Linked DNA regions of Sus scrofa: region 1 is linked to region 2. A link is a contact called in public Hi-C data. All regions are on one chromosome and are shown on one strand. The core of a region is the stretch at or near the end of the contact, and the rest is flanking DNA. Distances in the headings are between cores, read along the strand shown. Region 1 holds the start of CAMK2N1 (calcium/calmodulin-dependent protein kinase II inhibitor 1). Region 2 has its middle 68 kb from the start of VWA5B1.

Region 1 (5,027 bases), core at 1,774-4,273, 110 kb after region 2:
AAATTTTTTTTAACTTTTATTTTGCAAAGGAGCCCAGAGCCTTCTGCTTCTTTCTCACGCCTCATCTGTCTCCCGGCCTGACACGAGACACAGGTTGTTGACTTCATCGTGGGTAGCAAGCTAGTAATAAATTTCAAAGTGCTTTCTCTTTTCCTGCTCTTTTTGCCAATAACTGTTATCGCCGTTCCCATTCTTATTCTCTCCCTTAACTCATTGTCTTTGGGGGAGTTAGACACCGGGAGGTGCCTTGTCTGTCATATTTTTCAGCACGTCATCAATCCTATCATCTTCAATAACAACTGCAAAAAAAGGGGGGGGAGAAAAGGAGAGGTGAGCGCACTTGGGCATGGCCAAGGGGTCTCCCAACGTTTATCTTTATGCCTGGGGGAGGGGGGGGTAGATTGAGGATGCGGGGGGGGGGGTGTCTACGTGCGCCCTGGCCCCCTCCTCTCTGCTCTGCATGAGGTCCCTTCGCAGCTTTCCGCTGAACCTCTCTCCCAGCTCGAGGCTGCGTCCCAGCCCGGTTCTGAGAAAAGGAAACAGAAGGCACAAATCCCGCAGCCCTGGCTGCAGCCTCGGCGCGGCGCGAACCGGCCTGGTCCCTCGCCCCACCCCCACCCACCCCGAGGGCGCAGGTATTTAGAAAGAAGGCCCCAGGGTAGGCGAGGAAGGGGAAGGGAAGCCAAGGTCTCCAGGTCTGGGACCCTCGGGAGTGCCCTGAGCGCGGCGCGGGTCACCCAAGTCTGGGTGCAGAGGTGCGCGGAGCGGGGACGCCAGGGGGCCGGTCGCACCGGGCGCAGCCCACTGGGGCTTCTGGCCTCGCCTGAGCCCCCCCCGCCCCCGCCGGCCCCTTGCGCGACTCCTTCCCGCAGCCCCCGGGCGGTCTCGGCCTCTCCAGACTCGCCGCCGCCGCCGCGGAGGTGGGAGCCTCCCTTCGCAGCCCACCCGGGGCTCGCCCGCCTCTCCGCTTCTGCCTCTCGCAGTGTCCTCGGCCTTTTTCACCATCTCTACCTAGCTTTGCCTTCCTCGGTCCCTCCATCAGTCTCCCTCCATCAGCCGGAGCGACGGTCACCTGTCGAGGTCTCTGGGCCTCTCTCTGTGTCCCGGGTGTCTGTCGCCCTCACTGTTTCAGCTGCTTCTCTGTCCTCCCCAGACTTGCGTCCTCCGCTCGCTGTCTCTCCGGCTCTGGCTCCTTCTCCCGAGCTTTGTCTCGGTCTCTGCCCATCTCGGTTTCCTCCCTCCCTCTCCCCGCCGCCTCCCTCCCTATCTCTGCGTCTCAGTCTCTCCCGGCGGCTGTCGGTCTCCCTCATTGTCCCCGCGCCTCTGGAGCTCCTCTAGGAGCCTCTCGGCGTCCCAGTCTCTCCCGGGCTTTTCCAGCTCTAGCGCCGAGCGCCCGGGCTCGGCAAACCCCCTCCCCCTGCCAAATAACAATGAAAAGCCCTTGCGACCCGAAAGCCCCTTGCCTTCCCCGCAGGAACCGGTCCTCCACCCCCACCCCCGCGGCCACCACAGTTCCCCACGCCGTCCCCTGGGAGCCCTAGAACCAACCCCCTCCGGATTGTAGATCGAGTGCAGCTGCGACTACACTGCGCAAAAGGGGCCCGGGGTGGGGGGTGGGGGGCGGTTGGAAATCCAAAGGCAAACTTTGGCACGGGTAGGGGCCCAGGTATAACCTTTCAGCTCCCGCTGCGGCGAGATGCCGCCACGCCCCCTGGGTGACCCTACAGAAGATCGGCTGAGGGGGAGGGGTTCCCGAGGCCAGCCAGAGCTGGACCCGCAGTGCGGGATCCCCCCCAGTTCTGCGCGATGGGACTTTGGTGGGTCGGAACCCATTCCGGAGTGCGGGAGACTCCCGCAAACCTCTGCCAGGCCTCGGTGCGGAAGAAATGAGTGTTGGGAGGGGACCGCGTACTCACCCCTCTTGCTCCGGCCGATCTGGCCCAGCTTGGGCGGCCGCTTGTTCTGCCCCGCGCCGAAGAAGTTATTGGTGTCCTGCAGGCGGCAGGAGAAGATCTGGCCCACGTCGCCGCCGTCGCCGTAGGGACTCAGCTTCTCGTCGCCGTAGGGCAGCACCTCCGACATGGTCGCGTCCGGGGGCTCCGCGGCGGCACCTCCTCCGCCCGCGTCCCCGCCCGCGGCGGACAGGGTCAGCGGCGCTGGGGCCGGGGACGGCCGGCCGGGGACGGCCCGCGGGCTGCGGCGGCGGTGGCGCCGGCGAGAGGCCGGGGGACACCGCTGGGGCAGGAGCGCGCAGCCGGCCTGAGCGACCCCGCGAGCGCCCGCAGCTGCGCTGCGCTGCGCTCCGGCTCGGCGCGCGGCGAGTGGCTGCTGCTCCGGCAGAGGCGAGCAGGACTCACATCCTCGGCACGCTCGGGCGCAGGGCTGGGACCCGGCCGGGCGGGGCCGTGAGCCGGAGGAGGAGGCTATCCCAGCGAGCCCCGAGGGCGCGGGGCCGAGAGGGCGCACCCCGGGGAGCCGAGCGGGCCGGTCCTGCGGCGAGTGCGGGCGGCGGCGGCTCTGGCTCGGGAGGCTGACTGGGGAGCTGCGAGCGGCGGGGCTGCGAGGGGTGGAGGGGGAGGGGAGCGAGGGAGGAGGGAGGGCACGGGTGAGGGGGGAGGATACCCGGAGGGAGGGAGGGGGTAGAGGGAAACCGAGAGGGAGACGGGGAGAGAAGCAGAGAGAGAATGGGAGGCAGGGGAATCGACTGAAAGAGAGAGATGCGGGGGGGGGGGAGGAGAGAGGGAGGAGAAGAAAGGGCGGAGGGAAGGGCTAGATCGGGATCGGAGAACTAAAGGGGAGAGAGGAGGAAGGAAAGAAACAGGAGGGTGAGGAAGAGGGTCGGAGAAGGAAGGAGGAGAGTAAGAGGGAGGAGAAGGAGGCTGGGACCAAGAACCAGCCGGTGAGCGAGCTGCGAGCGAGAAATGCCGGCCGCGGCGCGGAGGCGAGGCCCGGGGGAGGGCAGGAGGAGGGCGGGGAGGAGGGGACCCGGGCCGCGGGGAGAGATCCCTGGAAGCCGAGCGACGTCACGGGGCCGCGCCGGCCGGCCCGGGCCGCGGCTCGCTTCCTGCCCCCGCCCCCGGCCCCGCGTCCCGCCCGCGCGGAGGGGCCCCGCGTGAGCCCCGCCCCGGCCCGGCGGCCTCTGGGCGCCTCTTGCCCTGGCGCCCCCTCCCGCAGGGTGTTTACCGGGTCCCGAGCCGGTGTGCGGCGGCTTCGTGCGGGACCTGACACTGGACCTGCCACCCTCGGGGAGCTGGGGGCAGTGGGGTTCTGGGAAGGGGAGGGGGATCCGCGGCGCACACTCGGGGAAGGACAGAGGGATGCTGGTCTCCCCGGAGGCCAGACGCTAGGGCAGAGGTCAGAGGGCACCCAGCGACCACCCGACGCGTTCTCTCCAACCAGCGCCAATGGGGGAGCCCCTTGCCCCCATCACACTTGGGCCCCACTTTAGACTCTCAGGGCTCGGCCCCTTGGGCCTTACACTCTCCCTCCCTCCTTCGGTTTGCCTTGGAAGGCCCGGCTGCTAGCCAGAGCTCCCAACTCGGGCTCCCGCGGGGCCTCGGGGTGGAGGCGAATCGAGGGGAGGGGAGGGCAGCCCCGCCTCCCGGAGGAGAAGGGAGCGCCTTATTACGCCGGGCTCGCCCGCCCGGGATGCCCTGCTCTTGGCGTCCGTCCGCTGCCTCTGCCGGGGACGTCCTGGGCCTGCTGCCCTCTGCCTTCGGGGACCTCCCTTCCAGCAACAGTCATGAGCCCTGGGGAGAGACTGCGGCTTCGGAGCCGAGGAGCGGGCTCCTAGATCCCAGGAGGGAGACTGGGACAACCCCAGAGGCCCGGGAGGCGCATCTGCGGAGCAGATGGTAACTCCGAGGGGGCAAGGTACGTGAGGAGGGCTCGTTATCCTTGCCGAGAGCCAACAGCACCTGCTCTCCCCCCGGAGACTGCTCTCACACCGCCTAAGCAGAGACAGCCTGACCACCCCCACCCTGCAAAAAGGGCGGGGCGGGGGGGGGAGCAGGAGCAGCCATCCTAAGGTCATGCTTGCTGAAGGCAGGGAAAGGAAACACGTCTTGATCCCCTGGTCTCCCCTGGCCCAACCAGCTGCCCAGCAAGGGGTCCCACCAATAGCAAAAGAGCATCTTCAGGTTCACTCTCCCCTTAAATCTAGAACTCTGGGTTGGTGGTGAGCTGGAGGGTAAGGGGTTTGTGCTTTTAGTGACAAAACATCTGATAGAGGAGCTGCCTGAGAGAAGCCAGCCCAGCTCCCTCCCCACACTGGGTAAAGGGGGTCCCAGGCCTCCAGAGAGGATGCAGGGGGCTGAGAAAGCAGGATGTAGATGGCATAGGCATGACCTTTGGATTCAGGCCTGGGTTGGACTCCCAGCCTTGTCATTTGCTAGCTGTGTGCCTTTGGGCAAGTCGCATCCCCTCTCTGAACTGCCATTATCTCAGCTGCAAAATGGGGTACGTGGCTAGCTAGCTGTCTGTATGCCTCCCAAGACTGTTATGAAAACAAAATGACATCAGGCTCCCAGGGCCCAGCTGAGCATGGACGTGCACTAAATATTTGAGAAATGACTTAACGAGAGAGAAAGAACAGCGACACTTCATTCATTCCCATTTCAGAGCCATCAGAGCTGGGAGGATCTTTAGAGATGATCCAGTCCAAACTCCTCATTTATAAATGGAGAAACTGAAGCCCAGAGCGGGTCAGGGGCTTGTTCCAAATCCCACAGCTTGTCTGTGGCAGAAGCAGCAGGTCTCTGGCCTCCTTTGCTCCACAAGCCTCCCATCTCCATTCAATTAAGGCTTTCCTGAGTGTCTGCTTAGATGTTAGCACCAAGCCAAGTGCTGGAAGAGAAAATAAAAGCATAACAAGCAGGATGCTAACTTTACAAGAAGCTCTTACATTTGTATCAGGCTTTCTATTCCCTGCACCCCCCACCCAAAGCATTTCTGGTCCATTATTGACCTTGCTTCTCAAAATAAATACCTTTTGAGGTAGAAAAGGAGATGGTGGGTCCTTGTTTAAC
Region 2 (5,247 bases), core at 1,866-4,365:
AAAAAAAACCCACAAAAGCAAGTACATATATATTAGGGCCAAAGGTGAGGCAGAGGGTGTTCCTGTCATGGTACAGTGGGTTAAGAATCTGACTGCAGCAGCTCCAGTTGCTGCAGAGGTACAGGTTTGATCCCCAGCCCAGCACAGTGGGTTAAGGATCTGGCATTGCTATGGCTATGACATAGGTTGCAGCTGCAGCTCAGATTCAGTTCCTGGCTCAGGAATGTCCATGTGCTGTGAGTGCAGCCATAAAATTTAAAGGAAAAAAAGGGGGGTGGGGCAGAAAAAGGGAGCCGTATTAGGGGGAAGAGAAGAGCAGGGTGGGAAGGATGCTATTTATCCTTGCGCAGTTAGAGGAGGCTTGCTGGGAAAGTGACACAGGAGCAGAAACTGGATTCCTAAGTGTTCCCCAAACACGCCATTCACATCTGCCATGTTTTCTCTGCCTATGATAGAGGTTTACCACCAGCAAACTCCTTCAGAGCCGAAGCCCACCTCCCCCAGGAAGCCTTCCCTGAACTGCAGCCCCCTGCCCCAAGGGCAAACCTGACTTCTCCCACAGCCCTTTGTATTCCAGGTAACAGCTGTTCTGAGCACAGAAACTTCAGCAGTATTTCGAGGTTGTGTGGCCAGATGTCTCTCCTCTCGGACTGCAAGCAGCCTGAGAGGAGAGGCCGGGCCTCAATCACCTCTAGGCCCCCTGCGGGGCCTGGACATCCTAGAAGCTGAGTAAATGCAGGCTGAAGTGCAAGGTCAGAGGGTGACCCAGTCATTTTCTCTTTAGTGAAAATAATCAGAAATTCGAACGGGGGGTGGGGAGGAGTCCCTAGATGTCAGACGTGATTCTAAGGCCTTCCCATTGCTTCATCCTATTTGCTCCCTGAAACTCTAGGACGTATCATTTGGGTGTTGCAGATGAGGAAGCCCAAGTTCAGAGACATGAACTAATCTGCTCAAGGTCACCCAGTCAGAAATTATTGGGACAGGATCCAAACCCAGGTTTCTCCAACTCCAGGGCCAGGCCTCTTAATTTCAAGACTTTCCTTCCTTCCTTCCGTCACTGCATCTGTGAACTCCCCCAGTTCCACCGGGTGCCAGGTGGCCCGCAGGGCTGGGCTAACCGTGCGGAGTAGGGGAGGGGAGTGTTACACAGGGTTTCATTTCTCCACGAGGAGGAACTGCGTTTCCATGTTCAGTCCTGGGATGGCAGGCTCGCCACCCCTTTGTCCACTAAGCCCACCGCTCCCCACACTGTGCCCAGAAGGCACATGCAGCCCAGCTCTTTCTGTTCTTCCCCAGGAAGGCAGCCAGGGACCAGGAGGCTCAGGAGAAGAATGGCTGACAAATTGTCCTGCCTGTCTGTGCTCACACACCACTTACTGGGCCCCAGAGATCTCTGCCTTTTCTCCACTATTTTTTTCCCCATGACCTACCCCTACTCCTGCCCCAAGGAGGAGAAGCAGCAGGGGGGACCCTGGCCTGGCACCCAGGTCCCATCTGCTCCTCCTATGGGCAGGCCTGAGATGCCACAGCTGGAAAGGGTGCTTAGGAACCTCCATGTCCATCCTACCCCCACTTTACAGATGGAAACACTGAGATCCAGGGAGGAACAGGGGCTAGACCAAAAGGCCACTCGGGTCCCCCCAAACCTGCCCTTGCTGGGTCTAAAGATCCCACATTACAGCTACTCTAAGGCAAAAGGCTCCTGGGCTAATATGTGTGTGTAGGTGAGGACTAGAGACAGGTGGCTTTGGAGAGGTGATACCCACAAGCTAGACAGCTAGGCTGGGGAAGAGGAGACCTAGGGCTGCAGAGAGCACTGGGTGGGGGGGGACAAGGGCTGGAAGAAAGGCAGGGGGCACAGAAAACAAATCTTGCCGCCCTCCCCCTATTGTAGTAAAGCCCAGACTCCCGATGATGAAATAAGATGGGGGAGGGCCCATCCATACCTCCGAGCAATCACTCAGTCAAGGCAGAGGTCATTTCACAAAGACAGATTGTGTCCCCTGGGCAGGTCCCTTCCTCTCTCTGGGCCTCATTTTCCCCCTCTGTTAAATCCGTGTGATGGACTGAATACCTCCCAAGGTTCCCGCCACCTCTGAGGCTGGCGTGTTTAACATCCTGATTCCAGACTCCAGAATGTTCCAGGATGAAAGGATGTTGGGGGTCGCCCCCATCCCACCTGCAGCCCCCCTGGGGTTGAGTCAGGTCCCCTGAGGACACGGCCCTTGGGCCACAAGGCTCCCAGCTTTCAGGTGGCAGCGTCCAGCAGGGCAACATCGGGAGCAGGGATGGAAAAAGCTCTGGCCACCTGGGGAACGTACAGAGCACACAGCAAGCCCAGAGTCTCCAGCAACCACCAACCAGGCAGATCGACTGGATCCAGTTCCAGAAGGCTCTGCGGCCACCACAGCAACATCCCCCAGGGCTAAAGGCCTGATGAAATTACAGCCACCATCCATCACAGGTTTTGGCCCTGGATAGTGGAAAAAACGTGAGCTTCTGGGCTGGCCTCTCCATCCAGCCTCTGCCTGTCTCTAGCTCTGAGAGTCACTTCACCTCTCAGAGCCATTCTCCCATCTGGAAAATCACCATACTTATCTCAGCAGCGTTCGCAGGAGAAAAGCAACTGGCCCAACGCAGCTCACAAGAGGGTCCCTGCAAAGCCGCTTTAAAACGATCTTTATTTAGGGGTGGGGGTGGGGGTGGGGGCGGGGACGGGCGGCACAGAACTCTGGGTTTTATTAAACTTCAATTCCATCTGGGAGACAACTTTCAGGGTGACACCAACAAGGCCGAGGAATCGACACACAATGTACCCCCAGTACCAGTAATAAAATCAAATAAATGTCCCCAAGTTACCCCCCCCCGCCCCCATGAAGCCTGCTGCTTGGGATGGGGCTGTGCTGACGCAGGGAGGTGGGGGGGGAGGTTTCCAGACAAAAAAGGGGAAGCGCCTCCACCTGGCAGAGGACAGAAGCCAGCCTGGCAGCGCCCCTCGCCCGGCTGTCTCTCCAGCCTCCATCTCGCCGGTTTCTGCCCAGCTGTATTTCTGTCCCTTTTCAACTGCTTCTCTCTCCCAATCGGCGTCGCCCAGGCCTGTCCTGTCTCCTCTCTCCAGGGGCGCCCAGCCCGGGTCTCTCTCAGGGTTTTGCGCGCTCGCCTCCCCGCTCCGACCAGCACCTCCCCCGCCCGCGCCCCCGCGCGCCCAGCCTCCAAATCACATCTGTCCTTAACCCCAAATCTTGCCAATTAAACCGCTGCCTCCGGCTCCGGCGGCTGCTGCTGACGTCGGGAGAAGCAGGCGAGGCGAGGCTGCCGCCCACGCGGGGAGTGGGCAAGGCCCCCCCCCGGAGACTCGACGGTCGTCTATCTGTCCGCCCACAGCCGGGCGATCCGCGCAAGGTCCAAGCGCGGCAGCTCCAAACCTCACTCCCATCCGGCCTCGCGCGCAAAGTCCCTCTACCTGCTCCAAGACCCCGAGAGGGGTCCCCCCACTGCCCTCCTCGCTCAGGGATTCCCCCACCCCGACTCCAAGACTCCAAATCTCCGGGCACGCTCTGGCCCGGTGCCTCTGGGGCCCCATCCCGCGCTCTTCGCGCCCCCAACTCTTCAACTGCGCGCTCCCTGAACACCCCGGCGCCTCCACCAGGCGCCTCCCGCGGTCCCCGCGGCCCCCGCGCCCCTACCCTGCGCGGGCACCTGCACTCCCGGCACCCTCCGCGCGCGGGTCCTCGGTCCCTGCTCCAGCAGCGCTGACTCCGCTGCCACAAAGACGTCGCCTTGGGAACCAGGAGGGGGCACATTAAGAGCAATTAGCCCGCGCACAGTTGGCAGCGATACCTTAATAAATAATAGTCTGAAAGGCATGTAAATAAATATTAGAGCGCATTATGCGGGCAGGAGGCGCAGCACGGGGCCCGTGATTTGGTTCGGAGACGCGGAGAGATTGGCACGTGCCGGCGGCTGCCGGGGTTGGGGGCGTGGGCATCCCGGTGCCCCAGGGGCCTCCACCGGTGGCCAGGGGCTGAGCAGGGAGGAGGGAAGGGAGAGGCCGGCGAAGGGGCCCAGGGGAGAGAATGACACTGAGAAAGATGCCAAAAGCGGAGGCACAGAGGAAAAAAGATAAGGGGAAGAAAAGGGAGCAGAGACAGGAGAGGAGTGCCAGAGGCAGAATCTCGTGCCCAAAGGGGTGGAAGGAAGAGGTCCTGCCTCCTGCTCGAAGGCTTTCTTCCCTGGGCCTTTCCTCCTCCTCTCTGGTCACCGCTTCCCCGCTGCTTCGGTCCCTTAGCCCTGGGCAGCCCTCGCTCTCAGATCCAGGGCCTCTTCTTACCTGTCCTCGCTCACTAGCTGAGCGCATCAGATCTGGATGCTTTAATTACCATCCGTGTGTGGAGGCCCCAGCCAGACCTGTCTCCTCTGAGTCACTGACTAACCCGCTCTTGGCTGTCCAGACCTCGGCATATGCCCAGGACCCAACATCAGACCTCCCTTCTGAATTCTGCTCCCCCCACCCCCAGTCTTCCCCACTTGGCAAGGGGCAGCTCCCCCCTTTCAGCTGCTGAGACCAAAAGTCTCGGAGTCATTCTTGCCTCTCCCTCATACCTCATATCTAGCCCTTGAGGGAATTCCATCCTCTCCACCTTGAAAATGTTTCTGGAGTTCCCATCGTGGCTCAGTGGTTAAGGAATCTGACTAGGAACCATGTGGGTGAGGGTTCGATCCCTGGCCTTGCTCAGTGGGTTAAGGATCCAGCGTTGCCGTGAGCTGTAGTGTAGGTCACAGATGCGGCTCTGATGCCGCGTTGCTGTGGCTCTGGTGTAGGCTGGCGGCTACAGCTCAGATTGGACCCCTAGTCTGGGAACCTTCATATACCACAGGAGAGGTCCTAGAAAAGGTAAAAGGGGAGTTCCCGTCGTGGCGCAGTGGTTAACGAATCCGACTAGGAACCATGAGGTTGCGGGTTCGGTCCCTGGCCTTGCTCAGTGGGTTAACGATCCGGCGTTGCCGTGAGCTGTGGTGTAGGTTGCAGAAGCGGCTCGGATCCTGCGTTGCAGTGGCTCTGGCGTAGGCCGGTGGCTACAGCTCCGATTCAACCCCTAGCCTGGGAACCTCCATATGCCGCCGGAGCGGCCCAGGAAATAACAACAACAACAACAAAAGACAAAAAGACAAAAAAGACAAAAAAAAAAAAAAAGAAAAGAAAAAGAAAAGGTAAAAGGACCGAAAAAAAAAAAAAAAGAAAGA

Evidence for each region. Hi-C and Micro-C count contacts between places; a contact is called where the count stands out from the background.
Region 1: a Hi-C map of omental adipose tissue shows a contact between it and region 2, with 2.0 times the contacts expected there. The contact joins the promoter of CAMK2N1 here to the enhancer-like site in region 2. A contact is called at or near these places in 3 of 5 promoter capture datasets (fetal liver, fetal skeletal muscle and liver), 29 of 47 Hi-C or Micro-C datasets (adipose tissue, alveolar macrophages, blood and 16 more) and 1 of 2 datasets of contacts at active chromatin or transcription factors (skeletal muscle).

What each region holds. Positions count from the first base shown.
Region 1 is chr6:78,731,209-78,736,235 of Sscrofa11.1, forward strand. CAMK2N1 (calcium/calmodulin-dependent protein kinase II inhibitor 1) reads right to left here and starts at 3,024. Exons shown (of 2, transcript XM_003127675.5): 1 at 1,917-3,024; 2 at 1-299. The coding sequence starts at 2,082. The coding sequence ends at 229.
Region 2 is chr6:78,618,351-78,623,597 of Sscrofa11.1, forward strand. No RefSeq gene overlaps it. Among named protein-coding and RNA genes, the nearest start is that of VWA5B1, 68 kb to the left of the region's middle. Within about 2 kb of position 3,116, at least 6 of the 83 cell types and tissues checked have an H3K27ac peak or open chromatin away from gene starts, as enhancers often do. A contact at or near this core is called in omental adipose tissue, where this site is marked.